Regions from separate parts of the Danio rerio genome. Here regions 1 and 2 are each linked to region 3. The links are chromatin contacts, called in public HiChIP or PLAC-seq and Micro-C maps. All regions are on one chromosome and are shown on one strand. Each heading gives the region's core, a stretch centred on a gene start, on an enhancer-like site or on the middle of the called end of the contact. The rest is flanking DNA. Distances are from core to core; before and after follow the strand shown.

The links. Hi-C and Micro-C count contacts between places; a contact is called where the count stands out from the background. HiChIP or PLAC-seq counts read pairs in DNA pulled down with a chosen protein or histone mark.
Region 1: a contact with region 3 is called in a Micro-C map of caudal fin, with 4 times the contacts expected there. The contact joins the promoter of zc3h11a here to the promoter of si:ch211-15p9.2 in region 3. A contact is called at or near these places in 3 of 18 Hi-C or Micro-C datasets (caudal fin, embryo and hematopoietic stem cells) and 1 of 4 datasets of contacts at active chromatin or transcription factors (embryo).
Region 2: a contact with region 3 is called in an H3K4me3 HiChIP or PLAC-seq map of gastrula embryo, with 5 times the contacts expected there. The contact joins the promoter of trib3 here to the promoter of si:ch211-15p9.2 in region 3. A contact is called at or near these places in 4 of 18 Hi-C or Micro-C datasets (caudal fin, embryo, hematopoietic stem cells and 1 more) and 2 of 4 datasets of contacts at active chromatin or transcription factors (embryo and gastrula embryo).

The regions. Positions count from the first base shown.
Region 1 is chr11:26,080,578-26,083,277 of GRCz12tu, forward strand. It overlaps zc3h11a (zinc finger CCCH-type containing 11A), which reads left to right and starts at 1,402. Exons shown (of 17, transcript NM_199686.2): 1 at 1,402-1,560. It overlaps ovgp1 (oviductal glycoprotein 1), which reads left to right. Exons shown (of 17, transcript XM_073916736.1): 17 at 1-1,783. It also overlaps a transcript of chia.3 not described here.
Region 2 is chr11:26,108,078-26,110,777 of GRCz12tu, forward strand. trib3 (tribbles pseudokinase 3) reads right to left here and starts at 1,419. Exons shown (of 4, transcript NM_212869.1): 1 at 1,345-1,419. It also overlaps a transcript of pnp4a not described here.
Region 3 is chr11:26,403,747-26,406,446 of GRCz12tu, forward strand. It overlaps si:ch211-15p9.2, which reads right to left and starts at 1,315. Exons shown (of 2, transcript NM_001044990.2): 1 at 1,214-1,315; 2 at 1-1,010. The coding sequence starts at 987. It overlaps nfs1 (NFS1 cysteine desulfurase), which reads left to right and starts at 2,099. Exons shown (of 13, transcript NM_001044993.1): 1 at 2,099-2,389. The coding sequence starts at 2,278.

The DNA.
Region 1 (2,700 bases), core at 152-2,651, 320 kb before region 3:
ATCAGGTTGTTTATATGCATCTACAAGTTTTTATTATACTCTTAATAAAAAAAAACATTCAGAACTGATTGGTTAAACAAATCAGATTATCACAGATTCCCCTATTTCAATTCAAGTATGTAGGTGGATTTTGTACTAAATTTGTTAGTAGTTAATCTGACAGCATCTGAGTCTTTGTTTGTTTTACCCATATGTAAAATGCCCCATGTAACACTATTCTTGTGTTTGTTTGTCTGTTTAAATTATTTTATATTGTATTTATTTTGTTTGTATTATTCTTAACTCAAATATCTAATATCAGTATCAGTATATCTAATAACTAATCAGTGGATTTAGGCATGTGGACATTGTCAAAAGATTCTGTTAAATTTCAAACTGAGTATCAGAAAGTGACTTTAAACATGGTGGCATGGTTGTGTGTCAGCGTCAATATTTGAGAAAGTGCTGATCTACTGAGATTTTTTCATGTGTATCATCTCAATGGTTTACAGGGAATGGTCAAAAAATAAAATAACTGTGGCAATTGCTTGAAGGAAATGTATTATTAATGCCAGAGGTCAGAGGAGGTTTGTGCTAATAGAAGGACAAATAAATTCTTATAAGCAAGCATTTGCAGTAGAGCAGTGGTTATCAAACTGTGGTGCTTGTACCACTAGTGGTGCGCATCTAGTGGTACGCGGAGGAATCAAATATGTCAAATGTACATGCTACATATTTATCAACATATATCAGAAATGATTTATATATAAATATTACATATAATATTTATTATATGACATATAGCCTGTATTTCTGAGGTCCAGACAAGATTTCCAGGTGTTGAAGAATTGGCTCCTATATGTTAACACTTTACATTTAAGTACAGCACTTTTCTTTATACTTTTTAAGAACAGTAACCTACCATTTTTAACTTTTAAAAGCACATTTTAATAAAAATGTTGACGTTTTTAGTGTTTTTTTTTAGATACAGCACAGTGATAACGTTCAGACTCTTTATAATGTTTAAAGTGGCTGACAATAATAAATATTCTAATTAATAGAATTTAATCTGCCACGTTTTTGAACTGTGCAGAGCTGTACTGTAGCTGCTTTACTGGGCTTACTACGCTACAGTATTTCAATATTGCTCATGGTGGTACTTGATGAAAAAAGTTTGAGAACCACTGCAGTAGAGCATCTGAACACAAGACATTGAGGTAGAAGAGCTACAGCATCATCTGATTAACATGTCAAGCACATGATTGACACTGTTGTTAAGCTAACATAAACTTAAGACTGGACCAAAATTTCTGAGTTGTTATTTAAACAATTAAAAGTAAGTCCAACCTGTCTGTACCCATTTAATTGAGAAGGGTGTGATTTAAGTGGTGAACTGTCCCTTTAACGAGTCTCGCCGTCACACTGACGTTTACAGTCATTTGTGTAAGCACTTTCCTGCTGGGCAGCGCGGGCGCCATTTTATTCGTCTGTACCGTCTGTAAACCGAGAAGAGAAAAGTCCTGTACTGGAGAGCCTACGTGCATCAACCCGAACATACTTAATTCCACTCGGTATAAACTGGTAATTGTGCTAGATTAATTTAAAGTAAATGTTATTAAACATTTTATTTATTTATCATTCAACATATTTTAGTACAGTCTAGTAACTGTTAGTTGTGTTAAAGTTAGAATGCTAACTTACTCGAAGTTAGCAACATGCTATGCTAAGCCGTAGAATAAGCTACCGTGTTGTTTGTCACGTAACGCTAAACAGCTATTGGATTTAAAATATACTCATTTGGTCTTTACACGTTGTTTGTCTGTGTTTTTCATATGAAGATTTGCATAGTAAATCGAGTCAAATAAAACAATGACACCACGGCCTAACTCGACAATCTTGCATAACGCGACAATCATTTGAGTAACGTTAGTGGATTTCGAAGATTACGGTAATGTAATACAGCTATGGGAATATAATTATTGACTCTTATTACATTCAAAACGTTTTTGCTTCGGCTTTGATTTATGATCGTGGTGATATTTGCTTTTTGTTCATCTGTAAAAATGTGCTTTAAACCTTTACATTTTACAAATGCAGATTTTGTAAACTGCACCTTAACGTTACATTCGCGGACACAAAATCGTCAAAATGCTGAATTTGATACTAACTTTAAAACGTGATTAATACTGTTTACTATGTTTGGATCACCACACCAAGAACAAAATCGTGTTGAAACACGACATTGTTGTTACAGAAATCCATTGTTGTCTTTACGTGTTATGTAAACCCTAACACATGTTCTGTCTGCCATGTTTTCCGTGTAATAATGCATATTGTGTCTCTGTCCTTATTTAAATAACCAACTTTTCAGCACATGGGGAGTGTTTTTGTCTCCTTTTTGAAATGTAGGTTATTCAAGATCTTGTCCCTCATTCCAGAGGATTGCTGGAGTTGGATAATGAGTTAGCTTTCCTGAAGATTGCTGCCTTTTTGTATTAAAAATCTCTCCATTGTTTTTTTTTTCCCTCTTATTGGGCTTTTTTTTAAAGTTCCTGTTTACCCCATTTTAATTTTTCCACCCGGCTTCCAGTGACGTAGAAGATATTGTTCCTTTTTTACCCATTTCAACATCTCCAAGATATCCAGATATACATGTTTTGCCCCTTTTTGACTTCATCTAGTTCAAGAATTTTTTAAACTCCCCCAAACCCAATCACCTCT
Region 2 (2,700 bases), core at 169-2,668, 300 kb before region 3:
GACTTCAGATGCAAAAACCTCTAAGTGCCGTCTGAAACTTCAGTCGAAAATGATTTTTTCTCAGCCTCTTTTGCTTGTGTTATTTCACAATAAAGACCAGGAAAAGAACTTATTTTTGTCATCCTAGTATTCAGATGGCAATTAGAGGTTTTTGCATCTGAACTCTTCATATATTTATTTATTTATTTTACAACTTTTATGCTCTGAACACATGCCCAGAGCAAGAAGCACCCTGTTGGCCCAGAATGTTCCTGGACCCCAATTTGAAAAGCCTTTGCTTAATCAGATAGTCAACTTAAAAAATGTTTTCACCTTTAAGTAACTTCAAATCTTTCTGAGTTTCTTTCTTGTGTAACAAAAACAAGAGGATTTTTGAACAAAGCTGAACAAATGCAACCATTGACTTCCACAGCAGGAAAAATACTATGAAGGTTACAGGTTTTCATCTTTCTTCAAAATACAAGATATAACACAAGAGATAAGCTCATTCATATATAAAAACAATGAAATATTAATAAATGATTACAAACTTCAGACTTTTAAGTGAACTATTCTTTTTAGAAACCAATAAACACGAGTCCATTCACAAAGGTGACATGAAAAAAAATGCCAAACTGAGTACTTTTGAGTGTTGCACCACACTTGAACACTGAGTAACCGTGGGACATTATCTCAAACAAACTAACTAACTAAACAAGAACGGGAGGTTCATTAATGTTGTGTAATGAAAGGAGGTAATTTAAAACTGCTGAATGACTATGTGATGAGGAGTGCTGCTTGATCATACTGACTCAAGTTCCGTTCGAAATGTTGCTCGGCGCCTGTGACTCATACAGTGTTTAAGTTATTACACATTCAAGCGTACGTCATAAAATGACGTAGCCAAGTTTCTTCCACTTCAGTATTGTTTAAACAAAGTTTATTTATGTAGGCTATTAAAACATTGTGTCAGAATTCATAAGAATACACTAAGTAAACAAAAGCATGTGTGAGGTCAAATGTAACTTGAACCAGGTCACGTCGGACTCGAACCTAAAATTCCAAAGCCAGCATTTATCAGCGTATGTGTAAACCAATAGGTTACATCATACAAATATTTGTTCTCCAAATTACAAATAAGTGTAAATACTTTTAAAAGACTTAATGTTATTGTGTGAAGTGCAAGTTCACAAAGTTCAGCTCAACGCTACTTTTTTTATATAATCTTCAACCACACAAAGTCTTTCTTAATAATGTTTTAAATGGGAAAGTTGATCATTAATTGACTCAAATCTTGGTTGGAAGCACCAAGTCGTGATTTACAGTTATTAATGTGACGTTTGAAGGTTCACAGGAGTGACTTACCTCGCTGCTTTAGACAAAGGACCCGCTCCTCTCCAAAACAGAACAATGAAAACTACAGGCGCACTTAGTTGTGTCTACTTGTCAGAGAACATTTCCACCGGCGGAAAAAAAAACATTAAGTATTATGAAAGGAGCACTTGAAAACTTTCAGCTGTAGTTAATAAGATTTTTTGCATAAGACCGAAAAGTCGTCCCCAGTGAAAGGAGAATAAATATGAGTCAGTTTGAAAGGACACGCGATTTGTAAAGAATCCACGTTTACTGCGTTTTGCAAGATATTCGTGCACGTTTAGCTTCTTTTCGTTGTTATTATGTCTTCTTCTTTGTCTTGTGAGTTGAGCAAATTGATACTTGTGAGTCTGGCGGCAACCCCAAGAGCTCTTCAGTTGTTGGCACGGATGTCTTTGTTCCTTATTCCCGCTGAATGAACGCGTCCTGCATGGACAATATTTCCCTGGCTCTTGCTGATGGTGAAACGTCGCTCTGTGGTCGGATGGAGTTGGAGATCATTCGCGATGAGTTTCGGGTTAATAAAACTTGATACGACGTTCTTAAACGCAGTTAACTGTAAGTTTAGCCATACGACAAAACAAACAAGGAATAGTCTGAAGAAAGTTATAACTAGAGGACGCGTCCGTTTTGGTGACAGCCACAAATGGAAAAGTAATCCTGTAGTTGGTCTTTTTGATTGATGCCGAAATAAAGGTCCCTTTAGTGATGAGATCACAAATCAGACGTGGCCCCTCAGCCTGAACGTCCGACTGTAAAGTCTCAATTCGGCTGGGCACGTCTAATATGCTCAGTGTGTTACACCAGCCTGACTCGATGATGCTGTTCTTAGTAAGATTGCGACATCCTGACTCCGCCCCCTCTGGTCTGACGACATCGAGTACAGAGCTTCGCAATAGTATGCACTACTGTTGAAGTTTGCTAGGGGAGGATTGCGAACACAAAGCGTGGCGTTTAATGGAGAGGTTTTAGCCGGTTTTAAACAGTAAACACGCCGAACTGACCATAAAAGCTCGACTCTGTGGAAAAGCACCGAGTATTTTGTGCACACATGTGCTGTTGATAGATTGAAATTGAACAGCGAGCTAGGGAACATAACGAAGGAAATAATGTGGTAATGTGTTCGTGAAAGGGTAACCCGTGTTATGTTGCTGTTTAAACGTTATGTTTGTCCTTTTTTAGCCGTTGTGAAGATTAATGCCCCACCCCTGTGTATGACTCAATACCAATGGTGGTGTTACACATCAAGTGTTTGTCAGGCTGACATGCAGGTAGATGTCTGATAAAGAGAAACATATACCTCATTGGAAAGATGGGCTAATAGATGTTATATTGATGTCAAATTGA
Region 3 (2,700 bases), core at 65-2,564:
CCTGAAAGGAATCAACAAGCCTAATAGCCTGTCGTGTTTCACCACTGTCTTCTGCTCACAAGCTGGATGCTCTGACAGAACACGTTTCATCTCATTTGGGTTTTGGGCATTGTGGTCATTTGTAATGGTAAAAGCTGACCACTTCCCATCACCCTGTTGGACCCCGAGAACTGCTCTACTATCACCAAGATTGGCAATATAAAGATCATCTTGATCCACATAAGCCACACAAGCTGTACATCCAGACAGAGCCACTCTTAGAGGGGTGAAATGAGCTAAAGGAACCCCAATATCCACTTGGGCCTCCAAAGAAATATCATTATCCAATCTCTTGAAAGCATTTCTAAAAGCTCCTTGTGTATCACAATCCTCATTCTCTTGAAGATCTATTCTCTCCTGCCAGTATGTCCTCAGACTACTGAAGTAAAGTTTGCCAGAATCTGTGCTCTGGTAGTCATTGGGATGTTTGTGCCACTGTAGCACTGGAAGCACAGGCCGTTCACTCTCCACAGCCGCCTCTATCTCCATTAAAGTCCTCAATGGAAGCAAAGACAAGGCTATGTAGTAAAACAGGCGTTCACTAACAGCTTGTGCACAAGCAGACCCTGCATGACCATCGAAGACCCCGAAGAGCATACCACGGCTCTGTAGACATGTTGCAGCACTCCGTCTGTCTTCGCTTGGAGAGTTTGATGGTAATATATTGCTGTCAAACCCTTTTACACACCCATTATAAGCATTTACTTTTAAACTGTATTCACTGGCCTTTAAAGTGTGGTTTATTTGTGAGAGTGACATCTGATTTGCCTTGACGCTGTATTTTCTTCTGGAGTTTTTGATTATTAGTGGATTTTCACAGACTGGCTTGTAGATTGTAGATTTTGTGTGGAACTGACCTCTGTTCAGAGTCAAACAGGCGTCTGTTGCTGCTCTCCATCTTTGTAGTGACATCTGATGTCTGAGGTGCTTCAATGAAGTTGGAGACATTTACGTTTTGGATGGAGCTGCACCTGTAAATGTACAAATTAATGTAAGCACTCTAAATTTAGGCTACTGTTTAAAAAAAATGATACTGAATATATACATGTCAGTGACTAAATCAGAACAGTTTAGCCACAAAGTACAAGCCGACTACAGTATTATTAAATGGAGGTGCAGCTGTTCAGTTCTTAACATCAAATACAAATATAGAGATATAAATGGAACTGGATACCTTTACGTGTGTTAGAATAAATATATATTCTTCCGGATTGTATATATTTCATAGGCCTACTTCCTCATCCTCACACGTTGTTTTAATCTGAATTTCAAGAAATGAGAAAGTACAAAGTCCTCGCTATTCATATTGTCAACAGCGGGAGCGCGCCGACCCCGTGCACTCGCAGTTCTTTTGCTGCTCGTGCCAGAAATGACGTAAGTCGAAATTAAGATCTTGTGTATCATTTATCAGTCCTTAAAAACAACTTCTAATTTTATTATGTATTTTTTTTAGTAACTGGATTACCTTTTGTTGTTGTTATTATTATTATTTTACTACAATACATTACTTAAACAATAGTTTGTGTGGCAAAATTAGTTCATTTGTGGTTATGGTTTATACAAAATTATACAAATACAATACATTTTAATAATAAAAAAAATACTTTTTTTTCATCAACCTTTTTTATATGCCATAATTTTCTTTTCTTTTTTAATTTCTTATTTTAAAATGCTGGTGAAATTACACTTTTACTTCAAATTAAAGTTTCATTATAATAGCACCACTTTTAAACATATTTAAACCGCACTTTTTAAATAAATCAGGCGAGAGATACGACACTTAACACTAAAGCTGACTTTAATAAAACAATGCTGATTTCTATAAAATGCAGTGGATATAAATTACATAAACCTGACATAAACATTGCCAAGGACAGAGGAACTGTAGGCAAACAGATAAATCACTTCATTGGTCCTTATTCACAACTTCCGGTTGAAGAAACAGCACAGGTTTCGTTTCCATCCAATAGACTCCCTAAAACCTCATAAACGCCCACCTACAGCAGAGACAGCTGACCAATAAGAACAGCAGTTTTAGATGTCCCGCCCCACTTTTGTAAGCATTGCCGAGTGTTATGAGGGCAGATGACATACTGTTCACTGGCGAAAGTGGGCATGTTGTCGTTTCTGAAGTTGCCCCAAAAATAGTTATTTATCTGACGGGCTTGTTTGTAAACGAATAAAATAGATTTGATATAACCGCCACTGTTTGTGTTGTGAACACTTTAACCGCTAAACATGATGAACAGGACTATATCGAGAAAACTTCTGGGCTCCATGTGTGGGATCTCCAACAGCCCTCGACTAAACTTCGCTCAAAGCGCTGCCAACACTGTGCAAAAGCAGAAAGGTAACAGTTACAGTTTTATTACATTTCGATTTCTAATGTAGAGAATTAACAGTGACGTCGCAGAATTTAGCATGTGTATTTGGAGCCTTTGCTAGCATGTATATTAGCACACTTGAATGTAAATAAAATCCTAACGTTAACTTTCTTGCACATCTGCATTTATTCACCATATAGTACATAATAACTTGTAATGCTCACAAACATACATTGAGGTTAAGTTGGTTTTATATTGGCACATTCGTTCTTTTTAGGGGCCCCTATATTGTTTATCACGCTACTTTGAATATTTGGTATAAAATCGCATTTAAGTA